2 separate regions of the Ovis aries genome follow, and region 1 is linked to region 2. Evidence: chromatin contacts called from public Hi-C data. All regions are on one chromosome and are shown on one strand. Each heading gives the region's core, a stretch centred on a gene start, on an enhancer-like site or on the middle of the called end of the contact. The rest is flanking DNA. Distances are from core to core; before and after follow the strand shown.

The links. Hi-C and Micro-C count contacts between places; a contact is called where the count stands out from the background.
Region 1: a contact with region 2 is called in a Hi-C map of blood, with 4 times the contacts expected there. The contact joins two enhancer-like sites. A contact is called at or near these places in 11 of 16 Hi-C or Micro-C datasets (blood, hypothalamus, liver and 5 more).

The regions. Positions count from the first base shown.
Region 1 is chr20:31,976,679-31,982,919 of ARS-UI_Ramb_v3.0, reverse strand. RIPOR2 (RHO family interacting cell polarization regulator 2) reads right to left here. Exons shown (of 20, transcript XM_042237466.2): 9 at 1,709-1,752; 10 at 294-419. Among named protein-coding and RNA genes, the nearest start is that of ARMH2, 31 kb to the left of the region's middle. Within about 2 kb of position 2,154, at least 4 of the 54 cell types and tissues checked have an H3K27ac peak or open chromatin away from gene starts, as enhancers often do.
Region 2 is chr20:31,821,182-31,827,311 of ARS-UI_Ramb_v3.0, reverse strand. All of the region lies in intron 1 of RIPOR2 (RHO family interacting cell polarization regulator 2), which reads right to left. Among named protein-coding and RNA genes, the nearest start is that of RIPOR2, 31 kb to the right of the region's middle. Within about 2 kb of position 1,666, at least 7 of the 54 cell types and tissues checked have an H3K27ac peak or open chromatin away from gene starts, as enhancers often do.

The DNA.
Region 1 (6,241 bases), core at 905-3,404, 160 kb before region 2:
GAAAGGCCTTACAGGACAGTGCTGGACGAAGGCAGCCCCTCTCCTTTGTTTTTCTTGGCCAGGGGAGGCATTGCAGAATCATATCTGAAGCTGGAGGTGGGTGTTTCCCAAGCCTGCTCACATTTACACTGCCCGCTCTGACACAAGGGTGGGTCTGGGGATGTGCTTGTAGCACAGACAGTGGTCTGGGGGGTGGAGGGGCAGCAGGCAGAGGTCTCAGGGACAGGTCTCCATGACAGATGTCTTTGCTGTGGCAGCAGCAAAGACAACACACAGCAGTGCCGATCCCGTACCTTGATGGAAATGAACCCGACTATCAGCGGCAGGAACACCATCTCTTCTCCGTCCCAGCTCTGTTTGCCGTTTACCTCTATCCTGCCTTTCAGTTTCCACCTCTGTCGGCCATACTTCATGAAAATCTAGAGAGAAGACACCAAAGGGTCCTCAGGTTCCATTGCCCTCACCTGCCTCCCCTCCAAACATCAGGATCAAAAAGGCAGGTAACAACCGCTCCTCCCCTTCTCCAGCATCCTCACGCCACATCCTGACTGTTGCTTCTTCCAAATTCTCGGGGTGGGAGTGGGTGGAGCAGAGGACCAGTGGGGAAAGACTTTCAAAAGGGAGTAAGTTCTGCTCCTCTAGGACCCAGTGCGGAGGGCTTCCTTTAAAAAAAGGTTATTTTATCAAGCCCTTCAGCTCACTCAGGTCAACCAGCTCTTTCTCTCCTTAGTTCTGCTTCAGTAGAACCACCACTGGATTAATTCTGCACACTCCCCAGCCCCTTCAGAGAGACAAGGAGCCAACAGCTAACATCTACTCAGCGGCCAGAAGCAAGAAATAAGACATCCTCCTTTTGGGAAAGGGAGATGGAGCTGGACAAGGATTTTGAAACCTGACACCTCTGGGGAGAGGGTGTGCAGACTCCCCTCAGACAGCTTTACTGGTTAGAGGAAGATACAGTCCCCCAACCTCCCACCAAGATGGATGATTAGAGAAGGTTCTGGAGGTGACGGTTAGATGAAATAATTATGCAGGTTCCCTTTTGAAAAGGAAAAAGATAAAAAGCTTTTTTTACTTGTGGAGTATACTTTTTATAAAGAAAGACCTAGATTTCACAATTCTTCACTCCTGATACTTGCAAGAAGTCATAATCTTGGGTTGGATCTTGGGTCAGGAAAAAAGCTGCTATCGAGGACAATATTGGGGCATGGAAAAACATGACTGTAGATCTCACGTCTAATGATACGAGCTAAGGGATCAATGCTAAGTCTGCTCATGTCAAGAACTGGACAATGTTTATATGAAAGAATGTCTTCCTGTATTCAGGAAAATAATTTATGGGTGAAGGGTCATGATATCTGTGCATTAATCTACAATGGTTCAGAAAAATAACAACAACAATATTAACAATAATAAAGCAAATGTGGCATAATGTTAAAAATTAGTGTCTAGATGGCCCATATATGAGAGGTCTTATACTAATCTCTAAACTTTTTATTTATTTATTTATTTATTTTTAATTTTAATTTTTACTTTATTTTACTTTACAATAATGTATTGGTTTTGCCATACATTGACACTTTCTTATGGGCCCAAATTTCTTTTTCAAAATGAAAAAAATACAAATAAAAAGACAATTGAAGAGACAAAATAATGACAACTGACTCTTGTCTCTCAAGTCCAACACCCAGACTGATACCATACTCACTTCATATTGATCTCCAGGACAGAGGCGAGCAAAGCCAGCCAGACCTGTAAGCAAGCAGTTGGGATCAGAGACACAAAGTCAGTTACTCCTCTTTACAAACCCTCACCGGCACATTTATAAAACTCAAAGTGTCAGGCCTTTGTGAAACCTCATGTAATATCTTCTGGGGACCCTCTGTGGGCACAGCTATTGTTGGGAATTCCATCTATCTCAGCGAGAGAGGACATTCCTTGCTGGGATGATGGGAGAGGTGCTCGCCAGGCAGATAAGGCTGTTTCTTCTATGAAGAACCCCGTTAAGTCGTGAGACTGTGAGACAGATGAATCTGCTTTCCACCAGTTCCATGGGTGATGCCAGGGTTGAGACAGAGAAGGTCCATGGAGGCCTCAAAAAGCACCTGCTGTTACCACTCTCTGTCAGTAGATGGCAGCAACTTATCAGTTCCTCACACCTCTCCATCCATAGAATCACTCCATTGAGGACCAGTTTCTACTAACAGGTAGAACATTCACAAGCCTCTTAAAAAGATTTACTGAAATAAGAGCAGAATTAAAGAAGCCAGTTTTCACTAATAGTTTTCTGGACGATTAGTCTTTTATTTTTAGTACTTCTGAAGCAAAGCACAATCAACTTGTTTTTATAAATCCAAATTGGCTGGATATGCCAATTCCAATAAAATCCTAAGCACTCTCTAAAAACCTCTACCGACTATTCAGAATTCATCTACTGCCTGTTTACCTACCTCTGCAATTACAGTGGAGGCCTGGTTAAAAAAGAAAAGAAAAGAAAACCTAAAAAAATGATCTGATATCCTTGCTGGATAAAGGAGAGTAAGGTGAAAATCCTTTGAAGGTTTTTTTTTTTTTTTTCCCCCTGTCAAAAATCACTAGAAATTTTGTATTGGAAGAACTTATCCAAATGGGAGAAAGCTACTTGGTACAGATGTTTTTGAGTTTCTCAGCTCATGTTATTAAAGCAAAAGTTTTTTGAATTGCTTGTGGTTGCATCACACTGATACTGCGATTATCACCATATCGTGGCATGTGGCAGTAGGTAGGTAAAAACAGGCCTGGGGCTATGCTATGCTTCTTCAAGTCCTATCTGCTTATGTAAGCCATTACGGTACTGACGGCATGACTAAAACAGCTACATTTACTGCCTAGTGAGTATCCTTTCAACCTGGCCAGGTTTCTTTCAGACTCTAGTCTGATGCCTGTTTGGACTTTCAGCTGGGGAAAGCTTCATGTTCCTCAGTGGTTTAGGGATGAATGCAGCACTGTCTACAGAGCTTTCAAGATGATCACTCCAAAACCCACCACAGGGGTCAGCACCAGGGAAGGACATGGGAGGTGGGGGGCTGAGGGGCCTTTTATCTCCATGGTGTGTCTTCCTGCCTCTTGCGGATGCTTTACTAGAAACGCGCCTAACTGATGAAACAGCTCTCCCACACACAACCTCTTTCAGAAGCCCCAGATACTACAGTGAGCAGTCGCCTACCCTGCTCTTCCTTTGCTCAAGAGCCATTCTGCCAGAAGAACGCATCCCTTTTTTTTTCTAGTTCTACAAGGATCTATAAGGATCTTCTTTTCCAAAGATAAAGAGGATCACACATGTTGGCTGGCAGCACGTACACAGGGAAAAGGCTGGTTGGAAATTCATGACACTTTAAACAAAATTCAGCACTGGGGGGAGCCATTCTGAAGCTAAGGAAGTCACACTTTCTACTCCAAGGAAAACAGCCAAATAGCTGAATAGCTGGGAGCTCCCGTTACAGGCCTGACGGATTTATGCTGAGACATAAATAATGCAGATTTACTGGCTCCCTTGAAGATGTCCCGTCTCCTGGACTGGACCTGCCCTGAAAGCTGCAAGGGCCAGGACAGACTTTTGGACATACACACTGCCTGGAACTTAATTCGAAGCAGGTAATAACTGGGAGAAGTTGATTTTGGTAACGGACCAGATCTTTTCATGTGCACATTGGTGGATGGCTCTGCACTCTCCCTCTTTAGGCTGGCACTGGAGCCTCTTTAAAATCTGGCACCAAGGAGCCCCACAACTCTCCTCCTAAGGTCCTCTCCTGCTTGCGCAGTTGTTCTGCTGCCAAATCGCTTCAGTCGTGTCCGACTCTGTGCAACCCCATAGATGGCAGCCCACCAGGCTCCTACTTCCCTGGGATTCTCCAGGCAAGAACACTGGAGTGGGTTGCTATTTCTTTCTCCAATGCATGAAAGTGAAGTCGCTAAGTCCTGTCCGACTCTTAGCAACCCCATGGACTGCAGCGCACCAGGCTCCTCCATCCATGGGATTTTCCAGGCAAGAGGACTGGAGTGGAGTTGCTCAGCCGTATCCAACTCTGTGTGACCCTATGGACCATCGCCCGCCAGGCTCCCCTGTCGATAGGATTCTCCAGGCAAGAATACTGAAGTGGGTTGCCATACCCTCCTCCAGGGAAATCTTCCTGACTGAGGAATCAAACCTGAGTCTCTTATGCCTTCTGCATTGGAAGGCAGGTTCTTTACCACTAGTGCCACCTGCGAAGCCCACGGTCCTCTCATTCTAACACAAAAGTTACATTCGGGAAGCCTTTCTCTTTCCTGCTTCTGCCCCCCTTCTCACCCCTCCCCACCCCCAGACTTCTAAGCAATTGGCCACATTATTGGTTAAGCAGGTTGTTTATTCCACTGAATTAGACTGGACTGGCTCATGTATCCATTTTCTCCAGTAGACTGTGTGGAAGTCAAGGCCAGGGACCGTTTACTAGGATGCAGCTGGCCAACTGGCAGGAGCTCAGCGAGCACTTGATCAATTGCTTTTAACACCATCACCTACCCCACCCCCACCAAAAGCCCCACAGAATGACTTTATTGTTGTGTGTTGGGGTGGGGTGAAAAAGGAAGTGGGGAAGGGTGTGGCAGGAAGAAGTTGAGTTACCAGGTCTGAGAATGTTATGAAAGATCCTCAGTTTATGTCACTATGTATGTTGGGAGTGGTAATTTTTTCTTAGCAGAATTAATAACAGATAAAGTAGCTAACTGCAAAGATGCAAGATTTCTTGGCAGCGCAAGTGACTGGCTTCCTTTTATCAAGAGAAAGGACGATTTTCATGGGGATACTGCCCTTGAAAGGCTTCATATAAATAGTTCAAGTTTTCATGTTAGATTAGGAAAGCGGAAGTGAGCTTGCAGGTTTGACTGATCCCCAAACCCAGAGAGAAGCCAGAGAAGCCCATTGGGTAGGTGGAGAGAACAAAGTCAAGGGTAGTGATGGAAGAGCAGGAGCCAGCAGAAAGTTCAGTCCATCCACCACGATAACTCGTCATAATGCGGATTTGTTCTTCAGCTGGGCAGCCAGTCCCCCAGTGAATGGCAGGGTCCCCACAGCGTCCTCACTGACCACCAGGCCTGAGGTCCAGATCTGGTGGGTGGGATCCCCTTTCTCCCACACCTCTCCCGGGATGCCTGTGTGCTGGGTGGAGGGTGACCATCGCATAGAGAAGAGAACATTCTTTGAGCAATCTTTTATCATATCTGCTCAACTGTGTTAGAACTTTCCACTTCAGGGGCTTCCCTGATGGTCCAGCGGTTAAGACTTTGTGCTTCTGTTCCAGGGAGCATGAGTTTGATCCCTGGCTGGGGAACTAAGATCCCACTGCAGCAAAAAAATAAAATAAAGTACTGTGCGACTTTGGGGACAAGTCACTTAACCCCGTTCCCCATGGCAGAAATGGGGAAATTACCATCCCACCCCAAACTGGTGCATTTGATAACAATGTCAGGGGATATATGATACTGCCTGTGTTAACAGTGAGACGATGGGTGTGACGGGAATTTCTCTCAGCTGTGAGACCCTAGATTGTGCTAGCCTGTGTGGCTGATGCCTCGAGAGCTGGAAGGAGAGAGAAGTGTTCTCTTCGAAACGCTGACCCAGGACAGTAGTTTTCCAGAAGCAGGCTGCTGATAGAATCATCCTGAGGATGAAAAATACACATATTCCAGGGCCCCGCCCTGACATGCTGAGAGAGGGGCAGGGCCCGAGTGGTTTTAGAACCACTGGCTCAGGTGAGGACTCAAAATGGAGAGGATGGACCGAAAATCTGGAAAAACACAGATGCCGCACCTCAGCCGTGAGTTAAGTGTTGAGACTTCATACTGAATAACAGACTGATCGGCAATGGCATTTGCTGGAGAGAAGAACAAAGCCGCGTGGGCATCTGAGGGTCAAGATCGTGTGGACTGGCAGGTATACTCATACAGAGAAGCTCTCCAGGCATCAAACTTGACAGAAAAATCTCTCTCCTGAGATAGGTGACTCATTGGAAAATGAAGCTTTCCTGTTGAACACTTTTTTAAAAAAGCGCCCCTTTCCTACTCCCTTGATGGCAAAAAGTAGACAAGAGGGTGATTAAATCCCCACTAGCAACCCAGGGTGCAGCTGCTAAGACATCTCAGCAAAGGAAAGGTGCACACACCAGCCGTTCTCCCCGCGGTGAGTGGGCGAATGGCCCAGACTCAGAAGGAAGAAGGACCTGGC
Region 2 (6,130 bases), core at 417-2,916:
CGCACCTCCTGCATGGGAAGATGAAGTCTTGACCACTAGACCATGAGGGAAGGTCCCCCAAGAGGGATTTAAAAAAGAAAATCTCTATTAATGTGTGTGTGTGTGTGTGTGTGTGTGTGTGTTTTTACCAATTGAAAGATATGCCATAATAGAGCTCAATTCTTCACTTACTTCTCCTCTTAAAGTTGATATTTTCTTTGTGGTTAGTGAACTCTGGGATCCCAGCCTTTACACAATGTGGTGCTCCTGCCAAGATGACTCACTAAGCTGGTGCATGAACTGAATGTCTGTATACCCTGAAAATTCTATGCTGAAATACTAACTCCCCAGTGAGGTGGTGTTAGAAGGTGGGGCCATTGGGAGGTGCTTAGGTCATGAACAGGATCAGTATCCTTATAAAAGAGACCCCAGGGAGACCCTTATCCCTTTTTCCATTTGAGAACCCAAGAGGACACACTACCTATGAACCAGGAAGTGGCCTAAACCAGTGCTGAGTCTGCCAGCATCCTGACTGTGAGAAATGAATTTCTGTCCAGGAAGATCCCCTGGAGAAGGAAATGGCAGCCCACTCCAGTATTCTTGCCTGGAGAATCCCATGGACAGAGGAGCCTGGTGGGCTACAGTCCATAGGGCTGCACAGGGTTGGACACGACTAAAGTGACTTAGCACATACATAAACCACCCAGTCTACAGCATTTTGTCATAGCAGCCTGAACTAAGACACTTATTAAACTATTTCAGATGATAAAAGCAACAGAACTTCAGAAAGTGAACAAAAGGAAACTTTATAATTCCATGCCCAACACAAAACTGCTTTACATTTTGTATCTCCCCTTCCAGGTCTTTAAAATTTTGAATCTTTACTTTAAAACATTTCTATTAAGCAAACACAAGAGCCAATTATAGAAACCATCACAATAAATTATAAAAGGAAAACAATTAGAATAATCTCTAATCCTTCTCCCCAGAGAGGAATTCTGTTAATATGTATAAATGCAGTTCTCTCTTCTTACATTAATGTATATTTTTAAATGGCTTCTTTTTCAATGCTCTTATGACTCTGTTCTACCTTTATTCATTTGTTCATTCATTCAATAAATATTTATTAAGCACCTACTATGTATCTGTCAGTACTTTATGGGGTAAAAATGAACTACAACGGTGCCATGGTCCCTCATGGTTCTCATGAGGTTTATAGCCTAAAGAAGATAGATCTGAAAAAAATTACTAGTTTCTCTTTGAGAGCAAAATCATTGTCTATTGGCCTTAAAGCTTCATCTCCCTTTCAAACCTCTCTCCCTGTCTTGCCCCCACAAATGCCAATCTCCTTCTACTGTTGAGCATTCATAAGCCTGCACCACAGTTCAAGCGAGAGTGCCCTGGAACTCTCCATTCCTGCTTGTACATTTCACCCCCATGTCCTCCAAGGGCAGATGAGTCATTGAGTGTGGAGACAGTTCTATAGAGCACAGACTGTATCACCAAGTGGTCTTGCAAAAGCTTCTGATAATACTTACAAAGCTGTGAGAGTTCTGAGAATTCTACTGACAGGAAGAAGAGGGGTTTGGAAGAGGAAGTCAGATAGAACAGGTGGTCACAGCACAGCTATCTAAGCTGGGCTAAGAAAGAGGAAGCGTTCTCCTTTTTTGGCTTCCAGGCAGCACTCTCCTTTGGGGAAAAACAAACAAATTTTGCGGTGGCTGAAAGCCTAGAGGAACCAGAAGCTATATGCTGTGTGGTGCTGCTGCCCAGGCCCCGCGGCCCTGGAATGGGATGTTGCGTGAGTCTCCACGCCAGGTTCCAAGTGAGCCTCTTGCTCAACCAGACGCTGGGTGGGGTTCTCGGAGCCAAGGTCCAGGGGCAATTATTAGATTAGCTTCACACAAGTTGCTACTGTGATTTGCCTGTGGACTCTTTTTAAAAAAATGTCTTCCTAATACTGCTTGGGAAAATGGCCAGTATCCTGACCTTCTCAATAAGATGAAGAAAAAACTATCAAATGCATGATGAGGGTGTTCTGTGTTTGCATGGTCAGCTGGACCTTATATGGTCCACCTAGCAGCAGCAGCAGCAGCAGCAGCAGTCATGGTCTGTACCCCAGAGGACTTCATTTTTTTCATAAGGGTTGACTTTCCCTTTCTGAAGAAGGACTAAGCCCAGAGGACCTTCTGATCCATTTTCGCATCCTCAGCACTGACATGTGGTTTCTTTTTGATACAAACCATGACTCGTGCTTGTTCACTACCTGTCCCACCCTTGAAAGTCCTTCTCTTCTCTTGGCTGAGTCCTGCCACTCCTGCCTACTGCCCCCTTTCCCCGCCACACTATGGCCCCACCACCACCTGCTTTCAGACCCACCACTCCGTTATGTGCTACTGGGTCTCCCTGCCTTCATCTCCCTGCCTTCCAGTCCCCCTTCACCACTGTGGCCTCTGCCATTCTCCATGACTCTTGATGACACTGTCGAAGTTGCTCAGAACTCCCAGGCCTGTCTGCTTCTCTCTGGAAGTCCTAACCATCCATTGAAGGCCCCCTGGAAATGTAAGTCTCTCTGTGAAGCCTTGGCCCATCTTCCCAAGCAGAAGTGACCCTCCCTCTCTTCCCCTTTCAGGTCCCACCAGGACTTTATTCATTCCCAGTGCAGGGTACTGTGCCTGCTGTTGGGGTACCAGGTAGGTAAGACATGGCCTTTGTCCCGAGAACCTTCTGGATGCTCTGTCTACTTACGTGCAGATAAGCAGAGAGGTACAATGATAATGGCCAGGCATAAGCCCTCAACCATGACCTGACTGTGTTACCCTTCATAATACACAATTACAAGATAACACACATCTCTACTATCTGGTGAGTTGCTAGTCTGGTAAATCCCCAGTGGCAAAGATTAGGTTTTAGTTTCCTTCATCTTCTCTAGAACAAGGTCCTCTAGGATACATAGCCCACATTCCATGAGGGTCAGTTTAATGAAATTAAAAGACAAAAATTCTGATTTGTATAGCGATTTATAGGCATCAAGGCACTTTTCACAAGCTTGTGTAATTGAATCCTCCAGGACAGTGGTCCCTATTGTGGCTGCTTCCAAAAAATGTTCTTCCCCAGGCTCCACTCCCAGAGACATTGATGTAATTACTTGGTGTGGGCCCAGGCACTGACATTTGAAAACAACAATCTTCTGGTGATTCTACCAGGCAGCTAAGAGGGAGAAGCTCTGCTTTCCAAGTGGAGCAGGTACTATCTCCTCTTGGTTTGTGGGGAAGTGGAAGTGGAGAGAGGTTAAATAATTTGCTTGAGCTCATGTAGCTTGTTAAGGATGGAATCAGGACACTGATTCAGGATGGCCTCCCCCCAGGGAAAGCAGCACAAATAGTGAAAACAGCTCTCTGATGAATATGCTGGGGCTTAGTGTAGAAAGCTGAGTGTGTGCTGGCTTCCTGGGGGAAGACAGGTCAACAGCAGCAGGGACCCCAAGGGCAAGTGCTGGTTACTAGGGTCAATGTCGAAGGCAAGAAAGACCTGCTTTCTTGTAGCAGGTCAGACAAAATGCCGCATTCTTTACCATGTGCCTCTTTGCCTATCAATCTTTATCTTGATTAATGGTTTCCCTGAATTTACTTGCCCTCTCCCACTGACTAAGTCCCAGATACTACAGCCTGAGGTGTTAATTTGGTTGATTGAAAAAGAGGGAACCCTTAGAAGTCATTTTATGACTCTGCAGGCCAAATTTCCCCAGAAACATTCACTTCTGCGATTCCAAGTTTCATGAAAATGCCCAGGAATTAATTGGAAGTCGTTCCTCAGTTTTAACTTTCACTGACCTTTGTTCAAAATCATGAAACCAGAAGACTAAGAAACCATACAACTAGCTCCTCGGTTGTACATAAGTTGAATTCCAAAGTTTGTAAATCAATTGTTTGGAATGCATAATAGACTTTCTTGCAGAAATCATCTTTAAAAACCGTGGTAAAATTCCCAAGCTCTCCCATAAAGTTTATCTTAGGCAGAAGATAACAAAGATTATTAACAGAGAGGAGAATTCCAGAAATTCTCCATGATTATTTTCTGGGAGCGAAGCAGAATAAAGAAGAGCAATAATCCCTGAGGCGGGGGAGGCGTTCAGTGTTTCCAAGCAAGTGAGAAATTCAGAGGACACAGTCTTTCACTTTTCAAGGCTGGATGAAAATGCCAGTAGAAATGATTACACAATTTATTATTTTATGTTGGGAACCGAGGGCACACACATATACATATACACACATGGATATGTGTATACATACAACCTTCCCACACTTATATATGTGCACACGTATGCACATTGGCAACCCACTCCAGTGTTCTTGCCTGGAGAATCTCAGGGACGGTGGAGCCTGATGGGCTGCCATCTATGGGGTCGCACAGAGTCGGACACGACTGAAGCGACTTAGCAGCAGCAGCAGCAGCATGCACATGTCTACACACATACATGTTTACACACAGATGCACTAACATGGATTTGGGAGTCAAAAGAATCTCGCACAGAGGAACAGTTTCCCAGTATCCAGGCTTTGAGTCTTTGGGTGATTCTGAGAATGAGGCAGGTTGGCCAGGACCCTGTGGATCACTCCCCCACGACTTAGGATCTTTTATCTGAACTCTCGAAGAAAATACCACATAATCATCGAGCCACATTTTCACCCTGCTCTTCTGCAAAGTAAAATGTTATCAGGAAACTTTGGTTGATCTCTGTTATACTGTGAAGCATGCTGTTAATTGCAGAGTATTATTCTGTATCACATTGACAATCTGAGCAGAGCTTTTTTCCTTAGGATAGGATGTACAAGCACATTGCATTTTCATATTTTGCCTTCCTTAACAAAGCGCAGGTCAAAGCATAAGTCACATGAGAAAAGTTCTTAACTATAAAAACAAATTGCATGCCCCTGTCTCATATCACATAGGAAAAACTAACTGAAAATAGACCATAGACCTAAACATTAGCCGAAAAACATAAAACTCTTAGAAGAAAATTTAGGAGTAACTCTTTGTGACCTGGGATTAGGTAATGGTTTCTTAGATACGACACTGAAAGCAAAAGTGACAAGACCGAAAGTGGTTAAATTAGATTTCATCAAAGTAGAACACTTTTGTGCTTCAAAGGACATTTTTATGAAAATGAGAAGATGATCCTACAGAATGGGAGAAAATATTTGCAAATCACATATTTGACAAGCAAGTTATTTCTAGAATAAATAGAGAACTCTTGCAGCTAACAGTAAGATAAATAACTTAATTTTTAAAGTGGGATAAAAATTTGATTACATATTTCTCCAAAGAAGATATACATGTGGCCAATGAAAAGATGACATGAAAATATACTTAGAGCCACATGTCACTAGAGAAATGCAAATCAAACCCACAATGAGATACTAGTTCACGCCCCACTAGAATAGTTACACTGACAGACAATAACAAGTGTATGTGAAGCTGTGGAGAAGTTGGAACCCTCATACATACCTTGCTGATTGGAGGGTAAAATGCTGAACCACTGCTGAAAACAATTTGGTACTTCATTAAAAAGTTAAATATAGAATTACCATATGATTCAGCAGTTCTGCTTCAAGAGAAATGAAAACATATGTCCACACAGAGACTTATACAAAAATACTCATTAGCAGAATTTTTCAAAATAGCCAAAGTGAAAACAACTGAATTGTCCATCAATTTCAAAATGGATAAACACGAGGGAGCATATTTGTGCAATAGAATATTGTTTGGCCATAAAAAGGAAGTCTTGACACATGCTAAAACACAGGTGAACTTGACAACATCATGCTAAGTGAAACAAGTCAGACACAGATTGTATGATTCCATTTATATGAAACATCCAGAATATGCAAATCCATACAGACAGATAGCAGATCAGTGGCTTCCTAGGGCTAAGGGAGGGGAAGGCGGAGGGAGAAATGGGGAGTGGCTTTCTTTTTGGGGTGATGAAAATAGTCTGTGATTAGTGGTGATGGCTCTCCAACTTTGTGAATATATTAAAGAATTACTGGACTGTACATTTTAAAAGAATGAATTTTGTGATATGTGAGTAATATCTCAATAAAGCTGTTAAAAGAAACCCAGAATGCACAATCCCTATATCCATAGAGGG